7 separate regions of the Mus musculus genome follow, and all the other regions are linked to region 4. The links are chromatin contacts, called in public HiChIP or PLAC-seq and promoter capture Hi-C maps. All regions are on one chromosome and are shown on one strand. The core of a region is the stretch at or near the end of the contact, and the rest is flanking DNA. Distances in the headings are between cores, read along the strand shown. Region 1 holds the start of 4930404I05Rik (RIKEN cDNA 4930404I05 gene). Region 2 holds the start of 4932438H23Rik (RIKEN cDNA 4932438H23 gene). Region 3 holds the start of Eva1c (eva-1 homolog C (C. elegans)). Region 4 holds the start of Scaf4 (SR-related CTD-associated factor 4). Region 5 overlaps Eva1c (eva-1 homolog C (C. elegans)). Region 6 has its middle 18 kb from the start of 4932438H23Rik. Region 7 overlaps Synj1 (synaptojanin 1).

Evidence for each region. Promoter capture Hi-C pulls out the DNA fragments that hold promoters and counts their contacts. HiChIP or PLAC-seq counts read pairs in DNA pulled down with a chosen protein or histone mark.
Region 1: a contact with region 4 is called in a promoter capture Hi-C map of pre-B cells, with 2.6 times the contacts expected there. The contact joins the promoter of 4930404I05Rik here to the promoter of Scaf4 in region 4. A contact is called at or near these places in 15 of 39 promoter capture datasets (the 3T3-L1 cell line, 3T3-L1-derived adipocytes, the C10 cell line and 9 more), 3 of 484 Hi-C or Micro-C datasets (the G1E-ER4 cell line and embryonic stem cells), 8 of 115 datasets of contacts at active chromatin or transcription factors (the SCID.adh cell line, cardiomyocytes, embryonic stem cells and 3 more) and 2 of 9 other capture datasets (embryonic stem cells and liver).
Region 2: a contact with region 4 is called in an H3K27ac HiChIP or PLAC-seq map of T-cell acute lymphoblastic leukemia, with 10 times the contacts expected there. The contact joins the promoter of 4932438H23Rik here to the promoter of Scaf4 in region 4. A contact is called at or near these places in 7 of 39 promoter capture datasets (the 3T3-L1 cell line, 3T3-L1-derived adipocytes, the C10 cell line and 3 more) and 4 of 115 datasets of contacts at active chromatin or transcription factors (T-cell acute lymphoblastic leukemia, craniofacial prominence, large pre-B cells and 1 more).
Region 3: a promoter capture Hi-C map of hippocampal neurons shows a contact between it and region 4, with 4 times the contacts expected there. The contact joins the promoter of Eva1c here to the promoter of Scaf4 in region 4. A contact is called at or near these places in 9 of 39 promoter capture datasets (the 3T3-L1 cell line, cranial neural crest, erythroid cells and 6 more), 1 of 484 Hi-C or Micro-C datasets (embryonic stem cells), 6 of 115 datasets of contacts at active chromatin or transcription factors (astrocytes, embryonic limb bud, epiblast stem cells and 3 more) and 4 of 9 other capture datasets (adipose tissue, embryonic stem cells, liver and 1 more).
Region 5: a FOXA1 HiChIP or PLAC-seq map of pancreatic cancer cells shows a contact between it and region 4. The contact joins the enhancer-like site here to the promoter of Scaf4 in region 4. A contact is called at or near these places in 3 of 39 promoter capture datasets (the 3T3-L1 cell line, cranial neural crest and hippocampal neurons) and 3 of 115 datasets of contacts at active chromatin or transcription factors (epiblast stem cells, pancreatic cancer cells and stem cell-derived neural progenitor cells).
Region 6: a promoter capture Hi-C map of HPC-7-derived erythroid cells shows a contact between it and region 4, with 5 times the contacts expected there. The contact joins the enhancer-like site here to the promoter of Scaf4 in region 4. A contact is called at or near these places in 4 of 39 promoter capture datasets (the 3T3-L1 cell line, HPC-7-derived erythroid cells and cranial neural crest) and 1 of 115 datasets of contacts at active chromatin or transcription factors (T-cell acute lymphoblastic leukemia).
Region 7: a promoter capture Hi-C map of cranial neural crest shows a contact between it and region 4. The contact joins the enhancer-like site here to the promoter of Scaf4 in region 4. A contact is called at or near these places in 10 of 39 promoter capture datasets (the 3T3-L1 cell line, 3T3-L1-derived adipocytes, the HPC-7 cell line and 6 more), 4 of 115 datasets of contacts at active chromatin or transcription factors (astrocytes, embryonic forebrain, embryonic limb bud and 1 more) and 1 of 9 other capture datasets (embryonic stem cells).

Annotation. Positions count from the first base shown.
Region 1 is chr16:91,009,985-91,012,684 of GRCm38.p6, reverse strand. 4930404I05Rik (RIKEN cDNA 4930404I05 gene) reads right to left here and starts at 1,436. Exons shown (of 3, transcript NR_028368.1): 1 at 1,366-1,436. Synj1 (synaptojanin 1) reads left to right here and starts at 1,377. Exons shown (of 32, transcript NM_001164483.1): 1 at 1,377-1,592; 2 at 2,516-2,661. The coding sequence starts at 1,495.
Region 2 is chr16:91,067,758-91,070,580 of GRCm38.p6, reverse strand. 4932438H23Rik (RIKEN cDNA 4932438H23 gene) reads left to right here and starts at 1,429. Exons shown (of 3, transcript NM_028905.4): 1 at 1,429-1,549.
Region 3 is chr16:90,829,462-90,832,161 of GRCm38.p6, reverse strand. It overlaps Eva1c (eva-1 homolog C (C. elegans)), which reads right to left and starts at 1,303. Exons shown (of 8, transcript NM_001199210.2): 1 at 730-1,303. The coding sequence starts at 889.
Region 4 is chr16:90,283,150-90,285,849 of GRCm38.p6, reverse strand. It overlaps Scaf4 (SR-related CTD-associated factor 4), which reads left to right and starts at 1,347. Exons shown (of 20, transcript NM_178923.4): 1 at 1,347-1,847. The coding sequence starts at 1,818.
Region 5 is chr16:90,884,428-90,887,127 of GRCm38.p6, reverse strand. All of the region lies in intron 4 of Eva1c (eva-1 homolog C (C. elegans)), which reads right to left. Among named protein-coding and RNA genes, the nearest start is that of Gm36363, 35 kb to the right of the region's middle. Within about 2 kb of position 1,282, at least 85 of the 459 cell types and tissues checked have an H3K27ac peak or open chromatin away from gene starts, as enhancers often do. A contact at or near this core is called in pancreatic cancer cells, where this site is marked.
Region 6 is chr16:91,085,453-91,088,152 of GRCm38.p6, reverse strand. It overlaps a transcript of 4932438H23Rik not described here. Among named protein-coding and RNA genes, the nearest start is that of 4932438H23Rik, 18 kb to the right of the region's middle. Within about 2 kb of position 1,357, at least 38 of the 459 cell types and tissues checked have an H3K27ac peak or open chromatin away from gene starts, as enhancers often do.
Region 7 is chr16:90,962,457-90,965,318 of GRCm38.p6, reverse strand. It overlaps Synj1 (synaptojanin 1), which reads left to right. Exons shown (of 32, transcript NM_001164483.1): 16 at 674-814; 17 at 914-1,106; 18 at 1,343-1,501. Among named protein-coding and RNA genes, the nearest start is that of Cfap298, 29 kb to the right of the region's middle. Within about 2 kb of position 1,293, at least 15 of the 459 cell types and tissues checked have an H3K27ac peak or open chromatin away from gene starts, as enhancers often do.

The DNA.
Region 1 (2,700 bases), core at 187-2,686, 730 kb before region 4:
TGGGGTAAGCAAGTTTGATTACAGCTCCACTTGGGGTAATTTCAGTTGTCATAAAAAGGTTCATCCCTAGGGCTGGGGATGCCCCCCAGCTTGTAGAATGCCTGCCTGGTACGCATGAAGCTTTGGGTTCAGTCTGTCACCACGTAAACCAGGTATGGTTGGCACACTAGCCTGGGCTCTGTGCTACTTTGTCTCAAAAAACAAAAGCTACCTCCAAAGTACTACAATTCAGTGGCCAGCTCTCCTGAACCCGTTTTTGTCGGTGCATGTCATATACAGTCATCACACTTAAGAAAAATCCCACTCTCAAACATCCCTGTTTTATTTAAAGGACTGTCCCCACCTGAAATGGACACTTCTTGGGAGGGAAAAATGGCTAACCACAATTCACAGCAAGCAATTGTTATTATAAGCTTGTGGTTACTGTAACCACAACAAAAAAGTAAAAGTTGTTCTTAGGAGACTAAGTGAAAAGATCTAAGAACTGAATCCAAGTGTGTATCTCCTTGGCTGGAGGTGGCTTCTCTTGTGTTTAGTTTGCTTTTAATATTTTAAAACTAGGGTGGATTTGTCTTCTCTAAAATAGAGAAGCGTTGAGTCACATGACAGCATGTTAGAGGAAATGTTTTTATGCAATACGTCATATTTAAATTGTGCTTTTGGGAAGAAAGTAAAAAGGGGAAGAGGCTAGGGGAAAGCAAAGGCAAATGGAACATGATTGCCGTGCTCCTTGGATTCTCAATTCCTCTCTAAAGCCCCAGGGACTACAATGTCCTCCCATTTTTGTCTCTGAAGTATAGGCAGAATAATTCTGCTGGACACAAGTTTTAGACATAATGTCTCGTTTAAAAAGATAGTTTGAAACAGTGTGATGCCCTTAGTTATAAAATTCCACGGCTGGCAAATCGACAGTGACAGCCATGTTTTGTTTGACTGCCTGGAGTTTCTGGTTGCTGGCTTCCCCCACTCTCCACTGCATTCGGTTGAGCACTCTTCCATCGCCCCTGGAGCTCGGAGAACACACTGAAACAGCCAGGGAACAGCCTCCTGCTGCCTCCCTGACGACAGACACCATGGACAGCTCTTCGAGCGCCACCCAGCCGGCGCGGGGTGCACACCGTCCCCCGCCTCGCACTCGCCCATCGCCCATCAGGTCTGCGGAGGCGGCAGGGGGTGGTCCTGATGCCCGACTCGAGCACGAATCAACACGGGCTCCCCCAGCTCTTTCCTGAAGTCCCTCCCTGTCGCCCGCGGGGAGGGCAGAGCTACAGGGCTCCACGCGAGGAGGACGGACCCTCCCTCTGCCGGCTCCCCTGGCCGTGCCACCTTCCCACTCCCGGGGCGACGGAGGCTCGCTTCACGGACCCAGGACGCGGCGGCCGCAGGAACCCGGTGACCAGTAAGCGCCCTGCTCGGCAGCACGGTCCCGCGTGGGCGGAAACGGCTCCGCCCTTTCACCCTAAGGGGCGGGCCTTCCGCCTGGGCAGCGGCGCAATGCGGAAGAGCTGGACCTGCTGGAGCGGAAGTGACGCTTCGGGCGGCTGTAGCGGCGGAGGCTGCGGGAGAAGGAGGAGGAGGAGCCGGAGGAAGAGGTGAGGCAGCGGGCGGGAGGGCGGGGGGCGGGGAGCGGCCCGGGCTCTACCCAGGGGCAGCCGGCCGGCCGGGTGGACGCTTCCTGAGCGGTGGCGGCCGTCGCAGCCGGGTCGCAAGCGGTGAGAGGCGGCCGAGGGCCGAGGGCGGCGGGTTGTGTGGAGACCCCGGGGCTGCGGGTGGCTTGCCGTGACAGCGGCTGTCACCCAGCGGGCGGGAAAGGACCCCGTCGGCACAGGCTCCCGGGTATCTCTGGCGGTGCGTAATGGAGGCGCTGAAGCGCCCGGTGCCTCAGTTCCCCCCGGCTCCCCGGGATCTCGTTGAGTGGCGGTGGGATCCATTCGTCACGGTGAGCTTCGTGACTGGGCAGGAGGCGGCAGTCACCTGTGTGGCTTTCCCTGCCCTTCGCCGCCGCCCTGGAGAGTCCGCGGTGTGATAATCCCGTCCCTCTCCGGCCCCCTCAGGAGCTTTGAATCAGCCTGATTAACCTTCCCTCCCATCCCCTTGCCCATTCCGCCTAGGGATCGGCTTGAAGTTTCCCCATCAGTTCCCTTCCCGTAGTGACAGATCGTGAAGCAGGAAGCCGATAAACAACCCCAACTGAAAATACGCTACAGATTTTCCCTTTGGGGAAACATAAATTAAATGGGAAATCCACCTTATCCAAATCAGGACCGACGGTGCTAAAAACCCCTGCCTTGTCCTGCCGTATCTTGAGAACTGGACGCGTTTCCTTTTGCCTTTTGGTTAAGAAAAAAAAAAAAAAAGGTGACGCCTTATCTTTTGGAATAAACCGTTCACCCCTGAGCTCTCTTTTTCTCTACCCCCAACCCCCATCAAACTTGTCAGTGAGGGACCTCAGGAGGACGCCTAGCAGTCCTTGCAGCAGAAGGAAACCTCAGGTGCATTGACTTGGTTTCCACAGGGCTGCCTCTGAAGAAAGGAGAATGGCGTTCAGCAAAGGATTTCGAATCTACCACAAATTGGATCCCCCACCGTTCAGCCTCATAGTGGAAACTAGGCATAAGGAAGAATGTCTCATGTTCGAGTCTGGGGCTGTGGCTGTGCTCTGTAAGTCACGTGTTTTCACCTGCCCGATTCTGATCTCTG
Region 2 (2,823 bases), core at 180-2,679, 780 kb before region 4:
AAGACAACATCCATCTGAGGTTTTTGCTGACCTCCACGTGGGTGCCACAGCCCTCACAAGGAGATGAAGTATTTTTTTCACCCCCTTTCATACACCATTGGTTAATGACCACTCAATAAGGTGTCATTGGACTGTTTTCCTGTGTCTGACTCACTCCACTCCTGGGCATCCTTTAGGGACCCTGATCAAAAAAACTTCAGCCTCCCTGGAGAAAGGTGGCCCCACCATTGCTAAGATGTGTGTCTATTGGTTTTGTTCCTTCCTTTACATGGTTTTCCACAATCACTCCTGTTTACCTCTGTGTCCTTCAAGCCTTCTGGCACAGTGCTTGTGTGTGGTAAGGACCAGTGGGTAGATAGGTGGGTGGGTGGGTGGGTAGTGTTATCCCATATTCAGGTGACTCTATATCCATTTCTCTGGTCCCGTAATGTATCACATTAGTGAGACCCTCCTCTATCCAGCCTTCATTAGTCATTAAAGACTGGATTTTAGGTCACAAGATTGGAACCTTCATGAATGAAATTGGGAGTCATAGAAGGGGCTGGGACATTCCTGGAAGGGTTGTGAGGACATCCCTGGAAGGGGTCATCTATGAGCCAGGAAGTGCCCCTTCCTCATCTGATATTGAATATAAGACTAGAGTCTTAGATTTCCCTGTCTCCAAAAGACTAAGAAATGGTTTAGTTTTGTTTGGGTTTTTTTGGTTTTGGTTTTTTGAGACAGGGTTTCTCTGTATAGCCCTGGCTGTCCTAGAACTCACTCTGTAGACCAGGCTGGCCTCGAACTCAGAAATCCACTTGCCTCTGCCTCCCAAGTGCTGGGACTAAAGGCGTGCTCCACAACTGCCCGGCCTAAGAAATGTTTCTAAGCCATCCAGTTTAGGACATTTTGTAGCAGCCCCAAATAGACTAAGCCACCACTGAATGAACACAGATTTTTTTTTTTTTACATGTTTACTTACTTTCTGGCTTCTAGCATTTAAAAATGAGTTCATGAGAGGGGAGAGACTGGGGCTACGTCCCAGAAAGAGAAATGAATTCATGTTCTCTTTGGAGCAATCACAGTCGAATGGTTTTTGCACCATCTGAGGCACTTACCAACCGTAAGTAAAAATTCATCAGGCCTAAGAGAGTGGAACAAATCGTGGATGTAAAAGTGTCGTCCAGGCGTCTCCGCAGTCCACAGTCAATCCATGCAACTTCCGGCTGCAGTAGAATCTCTTCCATTTACGCCTCTCCTTTGTGGTCAGTCTACAGCAGCAGTAGACTCCCCGTTTCTTCTGAAAATTTCCCGGCTTAACAGCCCCAAAGAGACAGGTTCTCTCCTACTGGTTAATAAAACTGGTAGGCCAGTCAGCTTCCTTCTGGCTGCCATGGAAACCACCAGGCCAAACAGAAAAGAACAGTAAGTGAGAGACCACGAGACCACGCATTCCACCCGGCTTGCAGATTAAAGCAGCTGTCAAGCCAGGGTGAAGGCGCAGTGGCCAGGGAAGAGCTCCAAGGTCTGCAGATTGGACAGGCAAGGCCCTGCCGTGGGGCCGCAAAATGTAAGTAGCGCCCCTGCTCTGTTTAAAACGCCTGTCAGCTCAACAGACTTCTGCTGTACGGCCAGAAAGTCTGGGGACGACTGGAGGGGCTCTATCAGGGTAACTTCCTGGAACTGCCGCATCCCTGGAATATGTCACTGTAAAGGTGGTGGGTGCCACCAAACACCCTTTGGGCTTCTACGCAACTGGATAGCTTACTACCATTCTCTGTCTTGCAAAGGAAACACTTTTTAGGGCACTAAGCAAGGAGTGGAATGGTCTTTTCATTTAGACCCTACACAGATAGGGATCTGAACTTGTTTCTATTTTTAAGAGTTTGTTTAAGCTCTTCTGCTCATCTTTAATACCTAATAACGATCATGCAGCCCCAGACCCTGGCTCTTTCCGTAGTGAGTGGCAAAGAAAATCAAGGCCTCTGAAGTAGCACTGCCTACGATGTGATGTCTGGGGGCCTTGCTTTATCCTTCAGAGGTGTCTTACAGCTCATGCCAGTCGTCATAGCATTTCCTCCTCAGAAAACTCGAACTAAAGAACAAACAGTAAACTTCTTAAATAAGATTAAAAGGCATTTATGGGGGAAAAGACCTTATAAAATACTAAAAAGCCAGACTTTTATTGTTTGCAAACTGCATGTTGTGAAAAAAGTGATTCTTAAGTTTTTAACTTTTTTTTTTTAGAATGAATAATGCAATATGTTTGGAGGGGAAACAATTTTTTTCATTTTTATTTCTGACAGAAATAGGGCAGTTTCAGAGACTAATAGTTTCTGTAACGTGTTTATGGAAATTGGTGCTTTTCAACAGCTATCTCGTGGTTTCCAACTTTCTCACACCAGTTTTTCATTGCTTAAAACTGGCATATGATCAGGGTTGAGAATCTGGCACCCAGTGGCGGGTGCCTGTGCCTTTAAGAGACAAGTAAGGGGACAGGAGTCAGTGTGACTTGGGAGAAGCTGTCTAGCTGGCAGCCACAGCTAAGCAAAGCCACAGGTTCAAATACCAGGGAGTAAACCACCTCCCTGAATTCCAGGTCGCTCCAGGGGAAAACTTGAAAGTTTCTCTCATCGTCAGCTTCTCCGTGTTCAGAAGAAGGACAGGTAACTGCCCAGTTTGGTTAGGGACTCCTGGGGCTCTCTCTGGCTAGTTTTCCTATCACTTCTCACACCTGTGCTAACTGAAGCCACACTCAGCTTCCATTAGCTTCTCTTCTAACGATGAACTTGAACTCATTAACTAATTTACACCCGTTTCTTTTTCAAAGGCTGTTTCTGAAGG
Region 3 (2,700 bases), core at 54-2,553, 550 kb before region 4:
TTGATCTTTGACTTGGCAGGAGAAAGTCGTGTGTGTGTGTGTGTGTGTGTGTGTGTGTGTGTGTGTGTGTGTGTTGGGGGGGGGGTGCTGCCACCTTTTGTTGGAGAGTCATGCCTCTGAGTCCAGTCTCTGTTCTGTCAGCTTCTATCAGTCTCCGGGCATCTCCACCAGACCTCCAGTCTTCCCAGGCTCCCCCCCTCGAGGCTGGCTTGGACTTTCTGTCCAACGTGCCCTGGACAAGTCTCCTTACATGGGTACCCTGGAGTCTGGTTGGGACGCACCCTTATCGTGTGAGTGGCCAGCCAAGTGCAACCCTTCGTCCAGACCACGGCAATCTTCCAGAGTTGGGCGTGGTACCGGGCTCAGCTTAGGGGTCCGGGCTCAGCTTAGGGGTCCGGGCTCAGCTTAGGGGTCCGGGCTCAGCTTAGGGGTCCGGGCTCAGCTTAGGGGTCCTCTGGTGAACATGCAAAGGTCAGGGCTGCGTCGCCGATGCCCAGGAAACTAACAAAAGTCAAGAGAGCCTAGAGAAACTCGAAATAAGCCCGGCCTTAATAAGGGCTGACTTCCCTGCTACCACCACCTAGATGCCAAGGGCTCCCACGAGGCAAGATAACTAGTTAGGGAGAACACTTCAACTTTAATCCAACCAGGTAGTGCCCCATGCAGAGGCCACTCACCTGGGCAACAGCTAGGGGAACGCGGGCTCGAGGCAAGCAAGAGCGCTCTTACCAGAGAAATCGGTGAGCGCGGAGGTCTCTTTGGAGCACACTAGGACCGTGCAGTAGAACAGGCGCAGAAGCTGCCCCGGAGGCTCTACCTGCCTGCGGAGGCCCTGATTCTGCGCCGATTGGGGCGCGGGTGGTGGACGCGGGTGTCCTGGCAGGAGCATGATGCGCGGCGCGGCTGGGCGCGGGCGCTGGCGCTGGGATCGCAGGCAAGGAGGACCGCGTCACATGGCGGGGCGAGTCTGTAGCCACCAGCTCCCGGCCCCCTGCCGCCTCCTTGTCCAGGCTGCTGGAGCTTCTTAGGCGGTCGCCGCCGGGTCCGGGATCCCCAGCCAAGGGGAGGGGGCGGAGACCCGGGGCGGGGCGAGGATCCCAGGGAGGCCGAGGCGTAGTTTCTTCAGAAGAAATCTTCCTGGCTCCATGAACCTAGGGAGCCAGCCTAGGGAGTTTAGGGGGTGTCACCTCGTGCTCCGGAGCTTGGCCGAGGCCGATCGGGGGCGCCGAGCCCAAAGCGGAGAGCGTCTCCAGCAGCGACCCGATGCTGCGCAGCTTGAGCGCTTTCCACGCCGGTGTCTCTAGGCGGGGTGATGGTCAAGAGCTGCTGGCTCAGCTTGCGCTGGCTCGGCGCCAACCTCACCCAGGCCGGTGGAGCAGCGCGGCTGGTGCCCGTCCGTGACGCACTTTAGAACCAAGGCAGCAGCGTACAGCCCTGGCTAGAGGGGAGCGGAGATCGTGGGAAGGGGGGTGGGAGGTGAGGTCCCGGAGATAGAGACATTACCGTCTCTGCCACCTTCAGCGCTTGTTGTTCAGCCACCAAGCACGCAGTACGTCTGATCGCACTGAATGGGAGACTGGGTCCTCAACTTTCTGCCCACCATAGAAATCTGCCTAGGCTCTAGCAGTCCGGACCTGAGGGAGCTGGTAGTCTCAAACCAGTCACGAGGCTCCGAGCCAGGTTCCTTTTGCTCGGATGGAGCTTCCTGTGGGTGCTAGTTGACAGCAGCCCTCGGGGATCTGAAACTGGGCTGGAATAAACAGCGGCTGAGCGCTTATAATTGAGCTTTGTTTTAAAATGGGCCACGGCATCTATATGACCCTGTTGACTACGTGCGGTGTCTACGCATTTGGACACCCGTAGACCAATAGATCGGTGATGACACCAGGGACGATGAGCGGGAGTCCAGAGCTGCGGGGCCAGGTGCTAGGCACTCGAGAGACCCCAGACCTAAGAACAGCGCAGGCGTCCAGGCCCCGCGGCGCCGGTGGGAAGGAGGAGGGCCCGGCGGGCGGGCGGGCGCTCGGCACAAAGTGTTCCCCATCCACCGCCGGGAGGGCTTGCCAAGTTCACCCAGCGCGCCTGACGCGGAAACGTAGATAATGAGGCCCAAGGGCGGGTCTAGGCTTCCAGCCCCGCCCTGCTCTGGGAGCAGAGCTCAGAGTGCGGAGGCCAGGCCAGCAGAACAAGAGGACACTCTGCCTCCCTGTGGCACTGTCTCAGAGCTGGACCACTAGATTCTAGGAGGATGACAGCCACACATCCTTCGGGGGGCTAGGTCGCCCAAATTGAGATCCTGAGGGTGGGAAGAAAATGCTAAATACTGGTGTTTGTATGGAGAGACCCAGTTTGCATAGCCTTGGGCTGGAGAGATGGCTCAGCGGTTAATAGAACTTGCTGCTTTTCCAGAGGACACTAGTTCAGATTCCAGCACCCAGCGCTGGCAGCTTGCAACCACCCTGAATCTCTCTCAGGGGACCCACGAACTCGAACTCTACTCTGCCCCCCCCCCCACACACACACAATCTTTTTTAAAAACACAGCCTCAATAATCATGGGATATAAGTTTAATATGAACGTCTTATGTTGGGTAAACTAAGGCTGGAAGAGTAGGTAAGGTTGCTCAATTCACAAAGACCACTGGAGAAAGAGTGTGCAGACCTCGGGTCCCTCCTATTCGTCTATCTTATCCCCTCATCT
Region 4 (2,700 bases), core at 98-2,597:
TTCTTTTTCTTTTTTTTTTCCGAGACAGGGTTTCTCTGTATAGCCCTGGCTGGTCTCGAACTCAGAAATCCACCTGCCTCTGCCTCCCCAGTACTGGGATTAAAGGCGTGTGCCACCATGCTGGGCCAAACACCTTGTTCTTAAACACCTCTGCTCCTTGTCTGTCTGACTTTTCAGCTCCTGTTAGCTGTGCAGTATTGAATCCCAGGTATCTACCTCCTCTCAGCCATTTTCCTGGACTTTACCCATATCGCAAAAGCCCTCAGTTAACTATCCCAGGGACAGCTCAGATGGCTAGAGCCCGAAAAGATAACCGTCTAGCCAGATAAACTTGGGCATGGTGGTTAACTGAACTAGGCTGACTTAAATGAGGACACTGTTCATAGGCATTGACAAAGATTAGCCATTACGCCCTCAAACTCATTCCTTCCTTAAATTATTACCAAGTTGACGCAAACCCAGCACTCATGTCCTTCAAGAAGCAGTGTGCATCTTCCCTCCGGAACACCATTCTGTCTTTCCTCCAGTGCCTGATACCTTCAGCCTCATCATCTCCAGGGCCCGAAGCCATGCTGTTCCTGGCCCCACTTTCTTCCGCATGCATACTTTGCAGGATGTCAACCTGCATGATGCCCCCTTAAGAACAAAATCCTAACTCTGCTAGGATCTGGTCTCGGTAGGGCCAGTTGCTTTCCCTAAGTACCAGCCGGTTGTCCTCCAAGGAGAGGTGATAGCACAGCGCGCAAGGTCCAGAGGGCCCCTCCTTTCTCGAATTCTTTTAGGATGCTCGCCCTTTTCTACGGGAAGTAGTCCCCAACTTCCAGTACGAGTCAGGCCTTCTAGCTTTTATACTCATGCTCCACAAAAGTGAGGTTTCTACAGAAAAACTTTCATTTTTCACACACCCAACAGACAGCGGTCGCAGCGCGCGGCAGGCGGTGAGAACTCAAGTGAATCAGAACACACTTCTGCCGAGAGCGACCCAACGGGGTTTGGGGAGATTAGCGTTAGGGGTTCAGGAGCCCAGTCCTCGGAAGTTGCTCAGGGCGTCCACCAGGTCCGCACGCAAGTCGAAGCAGGGGACTTGGAGACTGCAGACGCTCACCCTCCGCGCTTTGTTTGTCGCAGCAGCAGGGCGCAGTCCTGCCCGGACACAATGCACCCCGGGAGCCGTCGTCCGGATCCTGAGCCCAGAAGACGGGAACTCTCCGCAGCCGCAACCGGCGGGAAAGCGCGCGACAACGCGCGGTCACACGCTAGCGGCTCGGCGCCGGTGGGGCGCGGAGGGGCGGGGCGTGGGCGGAGCCAAGCACGAGCGGGGCGGAGCCGGGCTCAGGAAGCGCTTGGAGGCCCGAGCTGTCCCAGGGTGCTTCGCGCGGCGTGCACTCGGGTCGCTGCCGCCATCCTGCTGGCGAAAGAGAGGAGAGAGACAGAGAGGCCCGCCCGCTCGCCGGCCGGGCCAGTGTGGGCCAGTGCGTGAGGGAGGGCGCGGGGGGCCGTGTCAGCGCGACGCAGAGCGCAGCCGCCGCCGCCAAACGGACATGTTGGAGCCCCGCGCTGCCGCCGCCTCCCATCCCTCCTCCGGCGCACGGGACTGAGCAGGGGCCCGCCGCCTCTGCCTGCGCTCGACCGGCCCAGCCTCGCCGCCTCGGCCGCAGCCCCTTCCTGCTCGGCCTCCGCCGCTCGTCGCCTCCCGTCCTCCTCCCCCTCCACGCCCAAGGGCCCTGCCGGCACCCGGCCCTACTCAGCCGCCGCTCCAGGTCTAGGTGACCGGCGGGCCCGGAGCAGCCGCAGCCGCCGCCGCAACGCGCGCGAACATGGACGCCGTCAACGCCTTCAACCAGGAGGTGAGGAGTGCTTGGGGTTAGGGCTGGTGCGGGCCACGCCGGGGCCGCTTCTCTCGCTGCCCGAGGGCTTTCGAGCACCGAGTCCGGGCGGGGACGCTTCCTGCCCCGGTTCCGGGGCAGCGGGCCTGGAGCCGGGGAGAGGTCGCGGCCACCGCCGGGGGCTGACCCCGCGCCCCTCCCCCGCCAGTGCCCCTTCGCCCCCTTCCGGCCTGTGCCGACTCCCGCTTCTTCAACGTGGCCCTTATGCTGCTCCCGGCCCCGTTATCGGCTTTACGGGGCCGGGATCCCGCCAGGGGCTGCAACGGAGCGCTCGGCCGACTCAGGGGCGGGAGTTCCCGCGAGTCCCGGGGCCGGCGTAGCAGCCGCCTGGGTTCTCCTGTTGCTCAGGCCGCGGCGCTGCGCGGCGGCCGCTGGACTCTGATCCCGGTTGGCGGAGACTTAGAGAGGGTGTCTGCCCTCCCACCTCCTGGATTGACACGCTCACAAATGAACATAGAGCGGTAGTTCCCTTGGCCTTTCTATCTAGAACGTGCCCTTTCTGTACATCGTGACACCTAAAAAGTTGAATGGGAGAGCAAAGTGTACGCCCCATTTAGTCCGCTAGTAAGGCTGCTTGGGTCTCCACCTGCTCACCCTCGCACCGCCCTCTCGGGGTACTTAATCCTCAGCTCCCTTCCTCAGGGACATTTACATGTGAAAACCTCCCCAAACCGGGAACAAAGCTGCCTGCCGCCTTAAAGCTCTCTAGTTGTATCTCTGATCGTTCCATGTGCTGCTTAGGGGCATAAAGTCCATACTATCTTATTTATCTGAATGGATGTGGGAGGAGGAGACGACCACTGATGCTTTAAAA
Region 5 (2,700 bases), core at 33-2,532, 600 kb before region 4:
CTCATCAGCTTTGCTTTTAAAGGCTGCCCTGATTTTCATCCACTTGTAACACCCAGGGGAAACATCTGGGGTTTTTCCCATTTTTTAACACAGTAAGCAATGTCACATGGAACCTGCTTAGAGCTAAATATTTGTAGGCGGATACGGGACTTTCCATGGGAATTCGTGCTCATCGATTGCCCTGTCAAAGATCTAAAGCATGAATGCTGTGACACATTGACAGGCTATTATTTAGGGAGACAGGACCATTGTATACTGCTGATGGAAATGAATATTCTAGAAAGTGTATGTTCTCTTAGCGATGAAGACATGGATGCCTGACCATCTGTGGGAAAAAAAAAACTAGAGTTTTCTTCGGCCAGGGTTGCATGTTGCCTTGGCTGGCATAAAACTCAATGTGCAGCTAAGGATGGCCTTGAACTTCTGCCCCAAATGCCTCCATCTCTCCAGGTCCTGTTATTATAGACATGCACCAACATGCCCAGTTTATGCAATGCTGGAATCAAAGCCAGAGCCTGGTGCGTGCTGGGCAAGCTCCCCTCCCTGAGCGCCATCCGTCGTCCATCCTGGATATAGTCTTTAAGACTGATAGAAGAAAGAAAACAACCCCCCAGATCTAAGCTGTGAGGACCACTGCTGATAGACTCTCAACAGTGCTTAGGCCACAGAACTTATCTTTCCCCCAAAGACTTTATCTCATCTCCAGAGACTTTATCCTAGCCGTGACCTCAGGAAGTGGCCAAGGTAATTCAGGTCTGACTCAGGGCTGGCTGGCTGTGCCCTGCTTGATGCTGAGCTCCGAACCATTCCCAGGATTTTGTCGTTTCTTTAAAGGTGGTTATTTCCCGCCCACATGGGTTTTGCTTCTGTTGCTGCCAGGCTCCCTCCTCCCCAATACATGTGATAACAAGATATTCCACCACTTGAATTCTTACTTTTTTGGCAATTGTTTAACACTAGGTCTGAAGTTAATCACTCTTGCAAGCCTGTGTTTATTTAGATAATTGGGCTGGCTGCTCTTAAGTGGCCCTGTCTTGGCAATGGAGAGTTCCTGGCACCTTGATCTTGGCTAAAAAGCCCAGGCCTGCCCACACTTGGCCTTGGGACAGCCTTAGCCCAGCCTTTGAGGTCCATTGTGTGGTTTTTCATTCTCTTATTAAGGAAGTAGTAGAATGCCTGGAGCCCACCCAGAAAATGTGACCATAGCAGGAAATGACACACCGAGGCGGAGGCACACCCTGGTGCCCGTTCTTTGGGAAGGCTCCCCCACCCCCAGCCCAGCTCAAGTTAAAGGGCTGCTTTGGCTGGCGCTCAGAGGGCCAGCGATGGCTCATTGAACTCACCCCTGTCTTTCCTTTTCCCTTCTCCCAGATGAATTTTAGTGGTAACAGGCCTGGCTCACTCCAAGATCTTTCAGAAATGCCTCTGGCTGGGCCACCCTCAACACAGAGAACTCAGACCTCATTCTGTCCAACCCCACAGAACTGGTAAGATGTCACTTTCCATTGTCACTTATTAGCTGCAACTTCCTTCTTTAATATTCATTTGCTAGGGTAGCAGCAGTGCACCCCTCCCCCCAGGCGCACACCCAGAAGCCTGCTTCTTGACAGTTGTGGAAGTTGGAAGTCCACGACTGAGGTGCCATCAGGGCTGGCTCCATGGAGCCTCTGGCTGGCTTGTCTGTGTTCATGTGGCTGTCACACTGCACATGCTGGGCTCTTGGCTTCCTCTTGTTATAAAGGCACAAATCAGATTGTTCAGGACCTGATTAAAATACCCCACATCAACTTAACCTTCCCTTTAAAGGTCCTCTCCGTAAATATAGGCACATCTCAGGTACTGGCAGGAGGGACTTCAGAGTGAGTCTCCCAAATAGTCCTCAAGTTTGCAGCCAGAGTACTCTCTAGGAATTTATGTCCATGAACGCCCTCTTCCCACATGCACCAAGCCTGGTCTACACAGTATGGCAGAAGAGAGGTGGTTGGCTTCTTATTCATAGACACCCATTCCCAGAAGAAGCCAGCTACCCCTTCACGAAAGCACCCTGGGCCTGTGACCAACAACCAGTGCCAACCTCTCCCCCATCGGTGCCAACTTCCCCCTATCGGTTGGCCACCTTGGGAGCACAGCCCTCCAACCAGAGACGTAACCTCGGGAGGCATCCCCGCACCAAAAGCAAGAAACTCTGCTCTCAGCTGCCCCTGAATTCCTGCCCCACAGAGGCTGCAAGATGATACGTGTCTTATCGAAGCCCATTAAGATGTGGAGCGTTTTATTACAGAGCAATAGGAAGTGAATACGCAGGTTGATTTTTAGGAATGTGTGGTTGAGGTAGTGGATTTGGGACTGAGCGGTGGGCAGGACTTAGAGAGATGTTGCAGAGAATTTTGGAGAAAATTTAAAGGGTTTGGTAAAAAAAAAAAAAAAAAAACCTCAGTATCCAGCGACCTCATACCCTCAAGTCAAGAGAGGCTCCAGTGTGGGCTGCCCCAGCTTAACCCTGGATGGATACAGTAAGCTATGTGTCCCCGCCTGACATGCCCCAGCCATTGATTTGGGCATCAAGCAATACCCGGTTACCCTTCTCTATGCTATGCCAAATGAATACAACTATCTGTGTGCATGAAACAGATAGAAGTGGGAAGTCCTATCCCATACAAACCCGGGCTATGCAACCAACTCTGACCACCTCGGCCCCTG
Region 6 (2,700 bases), core at 108-2,607, 800 kb before region 4:
GTGGCCAAATAACGGAATGGACCTTGGGGTCTAGCTTAGGAATGTAATGATTTTCAGCAAGGAAGAGGAAAGGGGGTAAAAGAATGAAAACTGTTTGCAATGTCTGCATGTTTGGGCTGTTAGGGCTCCTGCAGGTGCTCTGTGGGCTGCTGGGGGTTTGGGGGGTGGTCTGCCATGCTCAGGCCTGTTAGGACCCTTTCAGGTGCTCTGTGGGCTGCTGGGGTGGGGGTGGGGGTCGTCAGTACTCTTTCCCAGCTGTGTTCACCCTACAAGCTACAAAATCAACCTGCCAGACATGTGTCCCCTAGTGAGACAGCGACGTGGTTATTTGAAGGCTAACTCTATGTTTTCTGGTTGCACTTGATTGAGGCTTGCTCCCCAGAAGAGGATTCACGGGGAGTATTGTAAACCTGGTCAAACGCTGTTGGGGGTAACAGGCCTCAGAGGGGAACCTAGCACTGGATTCTAAAGGGACACAGTATCAAACTGTCTCCTGAGCTGATACTCATAAACCAGTGCTGTTCCCAGCGGGGTAAGCCAAAGCTGCTGTTCGCAGTGCATGACCGTGAGTGAAAGCCGATTGTCTTAGGGCTGCTATTGCTATGGTGAAATGCCACAACCAGAAGCACTCCATTTGCCTTATATTTCCACACTGTAGTTTGTCACCAAAGGAAGTCAAGACAGGAACTCAGAGCTGGAACCTGGAGGCAGGAACTGATGGAAGAATGCTGCTTAGAGACTTACTCCTCATGACTTGCTCAGATTGTTATATGATAAAAATTATATACAATACAAAGTGTGTATATAATAAAAGCATATATAATTAAATTATGTATTTTATATATATATATGTATGTGTATGTGTATGTATGTATGTATGTATTTTGTGTGTATGTGTCCTGGAATTCACTATGTAGCTCAAACTCACAGGGATTCTCCTGCCTCTGTCTCCCAAGTCCTGGGATTAAAGGTATGTGCAACTATGCCTAGTTTTAGCCTGACTTCTTAAAGAACCCAGGACTGTCAGCTCAGAAATAGCACCACTCACAGTGAGCTGGACCCGCCCTCATCAATTGCTAATTAAGAAAATGCCCTACAGATGGGTCTTAAGGAGTTATTTTCTCAATTGAGTTTCCTTCCTTTCAGATGACTCCAGCTTGTGTCAAGTTGATAGAAAACTAGCCCCCTAACTGACCACAGTATTTCAAATAAGTAACTGCTGAGTGTTCAGTTCTAGATGAGATTGCTCTCTCATCCCCTTCAAGGCCCAGAGAATAACCTGAAGAGGAAGTAGAAGAGACAGTGAGACTGGGCTGGGAAATGCTGGCTTCTAGTTAGGGTGTGGCGGTTGCCATTATCTGCTCCCAGCAGCTGGGTTTCCTGCTGAAGAGCTGCACAAGATGGGTGGGGCGGCTCCTGGGCCCTCCTCTCCTTGAAGAACTCTTGGCTTTCCTTAGCAGAATGGTCACTGGTCACTTGCTTCGTCCAGGCTTCACACACCCAACCCTGATTGATTTCCATGGGTCACCAAAAAATAAAAGCAGCAAAGCAAACGAGCAAAAAAAAGACACAAAACCAGGAGAGGAACCTTCTGGAAAAAAGAATGTGTGTGGATGGAATGAGAGAGGGTAAAGTTGTGTGTGTGTGTGTGTGTGTGTGTGTGTGTAAGTTATCAAAATACACTATATGAAATTGTCAGAGAATTTTTTTAAAACGTACGACTTATTTAAAAGGAGTTTCATACACTCACACAGTTTCACCTTAGTTTATGATCTTCTCAAAATATGCTGCGATATCCTATGATCGGGAATCTCCCAGGCAAACAGAATATGTTTTGTTGTTGATACTTATTTCAATATAGTAATAAGAAGGTCATTTTTGAGTTATGATTCTAAATAGACACTTAATAGCAGTGTAATTTGGAGCTTTTTCAAAATAGTTCCATGAGGATTTTTTTGTTTTATTTTATATGCATCTATGTGTGTCTGCATACTATGCGCAGTGCAGGTCCCCCAGAAGTCAAAGAGAGTGTCAGATCCTCTGTGATTAAAGTTATGAGCAGTTGTGAGCTGGCATGAGGATTCTAGGAACCAAACCCAAATCCTCTGCATGAGTTGCAGGCAGCCCTCCACCTCCAAGCTCAGGTTTCCAAAAGATGCCTTTGAATCCTTACTTATCTCTGTGCGATGAGATGCGCTCTCCGCATCTTACAAAGAGGAAACAACAGTGAAGGAATTTGGAATATGTTTACAGTCCCGGTTTTAAATCTTATTTCCCCTTGCCCCCTTCCCCACGCCCCGAGTTTTGCGCTCTCTCTCTCGCTCTCTCTCTCTCTCTCCCTCTCTCTCTCTCTCTCTCTCTCTCTCTCTGGTATTTCTCAAATCCTCTGCAGCACAAGAGCCCTGCCGTTTCTCAGTCTGATTCTGAGGCACGTCGAGGCCAGTTGGTTCCGCTAGTTGCTTCATTAGCAGAGCAAGCTACAGTGTGCACATCACCCTGTTCGAGCGTGATTAGCTTCCAGTAAACAGGTAAACAGGACAGGGAAGGATTTCGACATGTTTGCACCAGGACGAGGATACGAGGACAGCTTTAAAGCAGACTCATACATTTCCAGCTACCGCCAGGAGAGCATGTGCGGAGACAGGAGAGGCCAGCCCCGAAGCCTACCAGGAGCAGTGAGACGCTAAGAAACATGTGGCG
Region 7 (2,862 bases), core at 44-2,543, 680 kb before region 4:
CCTGTAACTCTGTCTCCGGGATTTTTAATGCCTGTCTCTGGCCTCCTCGGGCACCTATACATACATAACATACATACATGACATAGGGTGGGGGAGGGAAACAGACAGACAGACAGAGTTTTAAAATAATAAAGTTGACTTCATAAAATAAGTGGGAGTGAGACAAGGTGATATGTAGAAGCCCATGTTTCTCATTAACCTAACAATACCTGACATTAAAGTGTGAAGTTTATCTGAGTTGCTCACCTCACGTCTCTTTCTAACTCATTTCCTATCTCTCTTGTTTTATTTCTTGGGGTTTTTAATTTTAGCATTATTTGTTTGGGTGCATGTGTGTATGAAGGCACACGTGTGCAATGGTGTGTATGTGGAGGTCAGAGGATAGCCCCAGGGGTCAGTTCTCTCCTTCCCCAAGAGTCATGGGGATTGAACTCGGGCTGTCAGGCTTGGCCATGGTACCTTTACATGGCGTGCCATCTCACTAAACCCGGATCTCCTCTTGAATAAGTTGTAAATACTGAAACACTGTGTTATTTTGGTTAAGGTGCACATTTTCTTTTTAACAGAAACAAAAAGCAGCTTGCATGAAAATGTTCTTTTTTTTAAGCAATCAGATGTATAAAGGGCGTGTAAAGCTTTCCTTAGGAGTCCCTCCCTCTGTAATACTTTGTAGCACAACCAACCAGAAGCTGTGGGCAGTGGAGCTGCAGAAGACCATCTCCAGGGACAACAAGTATGTCCTGCTGGCCTCGGAGCAGCTGGTGGGTGTCTGCCTGTTTGTCTTTATCAGACCACAGCACGCTCCTTTTATCAGGTCAGTGACAGACACCGTTCTGTCTCTTCTCATGCCATAACAAGAAAGGCCCTAGTGTGTGCGATGCCATCTCGTCCATTCATAACTTGTGCTTTGTAGGGATGTTGCAGTTGATACTGTGAAAACTGGCATGGGAGGTGCAACTGGAAACAAGGGCGCCGTTGCAATTCGGATGCTCTTCCACACCACCAGCCTTTGCTTCGTCTGCAGCCACTTTGCTGCAGGGCAGTCCCAAGTCAAAGAGAGAAATGAAGATTTTGTAGAAATAGCACGAAAACTGAGTTTCCCCATGGTAAGCTTCTGCTGATGGTTCTGTAAGACAAGCCTTTGCATTGCATTTCACTTTATCCTACATTTCCTGTCCGCAGTCGTGAAGACTTAGAGCAGTCCTTAGAGACACCAGCAGTGTTTGTGTGCCTCCGTCTGCTGTCTTGCTATTGTTGGGCTCAAGGCGCAGTGCTGATAGTGCAAGCCCTTGTGAGGCAGAGACACAGTGTGACGCACAGGCTGTCTGTCTCGTGTTTCCAGGGACGAATGCTCTTCTCCCATGACTATGTATTTTGGTGTGGTGATTTCAACTATCGAATTGACCTTCCGAATGAAGAGGTTAAAGAGCTCATAAGACAACAAAACTGGGATTCTCTGATCGCTGGGGATCAGCTCATCAACCAGAAAAATGCAGGACAGGTAACTGCTTCCTGAGATCACTGTCTTACAAAAGGGGCCCTTGGAGGGCTGGGGATGTGGCCCAGCAATTAAGTGCACTCACTGCTCTCACAGAAAGCCCAAGCTCAGTTCCCAGCACCCACACACTGGGCAGCTCACAACCACCTGTAACTCCAGGTCCACACTTAGGCATATAAAAAGATGCACAGAAATAAAAAGGAATGTAAGTTGTTTTTTCCTCTTAGGGAGAGGACGAGAGAGGGAGAAGGAGTGGAAGGAGTTTGAGGGGTCAGGGAGATGAGACTAGCGTTAAAGCACTTGCCTTGCAATGCTGAAGATCAGTTTGATCTTCAGAACCTACACAGCAAGCCCCAGGTAACACCCCAGCGCAGTGGCATGCAACTGCAATCCTTAGGCAGCTAGGAAGCAGACATGAGAACTGGTCAGTTGCCAGAAGGCTGTGAACCAGTCCAGCCTGGAGTAAAACTGCGGAATCAAGATAAATCCTGCCTCAGTGACATAGAAGGGAAAAAACAACTCCCAAAAGTTGTCCTCTGACCTCTACAGGTGTCCTGTGGCACATATATGCTCTCTTCACTCAATATACATATAAAATTATAAATATGCATACAATAAAGAAAAGTTGTAAAAGGAGGGTATGAATTTTGACAATTAAACATTTTCTTATTTCATTTTTGTATTTATTGTTTATACATACCTGTAGCTAAACATACAGAATTATTTTTTCTTGAAAGAATGAAAGAAAAGAAATAAAGGAAGGGGAAAAGAATGTTTTTAAAATGTTTATAATTCTTAGGAAGAAAATACGTTAGTGTGTCTGTAAGATGCACTATCAAACAGAAGGCCTATAATTGTGGGATGATAATAATGTGGACTCTCAGATTAAGTAGAAGGGCTGGGAGCCACTGGTACAGTAACTGGGGCCACCAAGCTTGAAGTCACCTCAGCGGCAGTTTCACCATCATGGATGTCAGCTGTTACTCCAGAGTGTGGTATCAGGCTAGATGAGTCCCCAGATCTCATACCATCTTCTACGATGGGGCAAGGCTGGTGCTGAGCCCAGGTCCTCATGCTTTTGAGCTGCAATCCCAGTCCCGCAGAGAGGTCTGGGTGTCTCATAGGCAGGGTGGTTTCTTTATTCATGCTTTTAAAGTTTCACTAATGGAAGAGTAAGTGGGAAAAGGTCACATTTTTCTACTGTGGGGTTTTTGGTTTTGGGTTTGTTTTTTTTTTTTAATTTTTGTTCTGTTCTGTTCTGTTAGAAATAGTTACTAGATAGACAGATATTTTGTATGAGATTATCCAGCACATAGCATAAAAATATAGGACTAGAGAGATGGCTCAGTCATTAAGGGTACTTG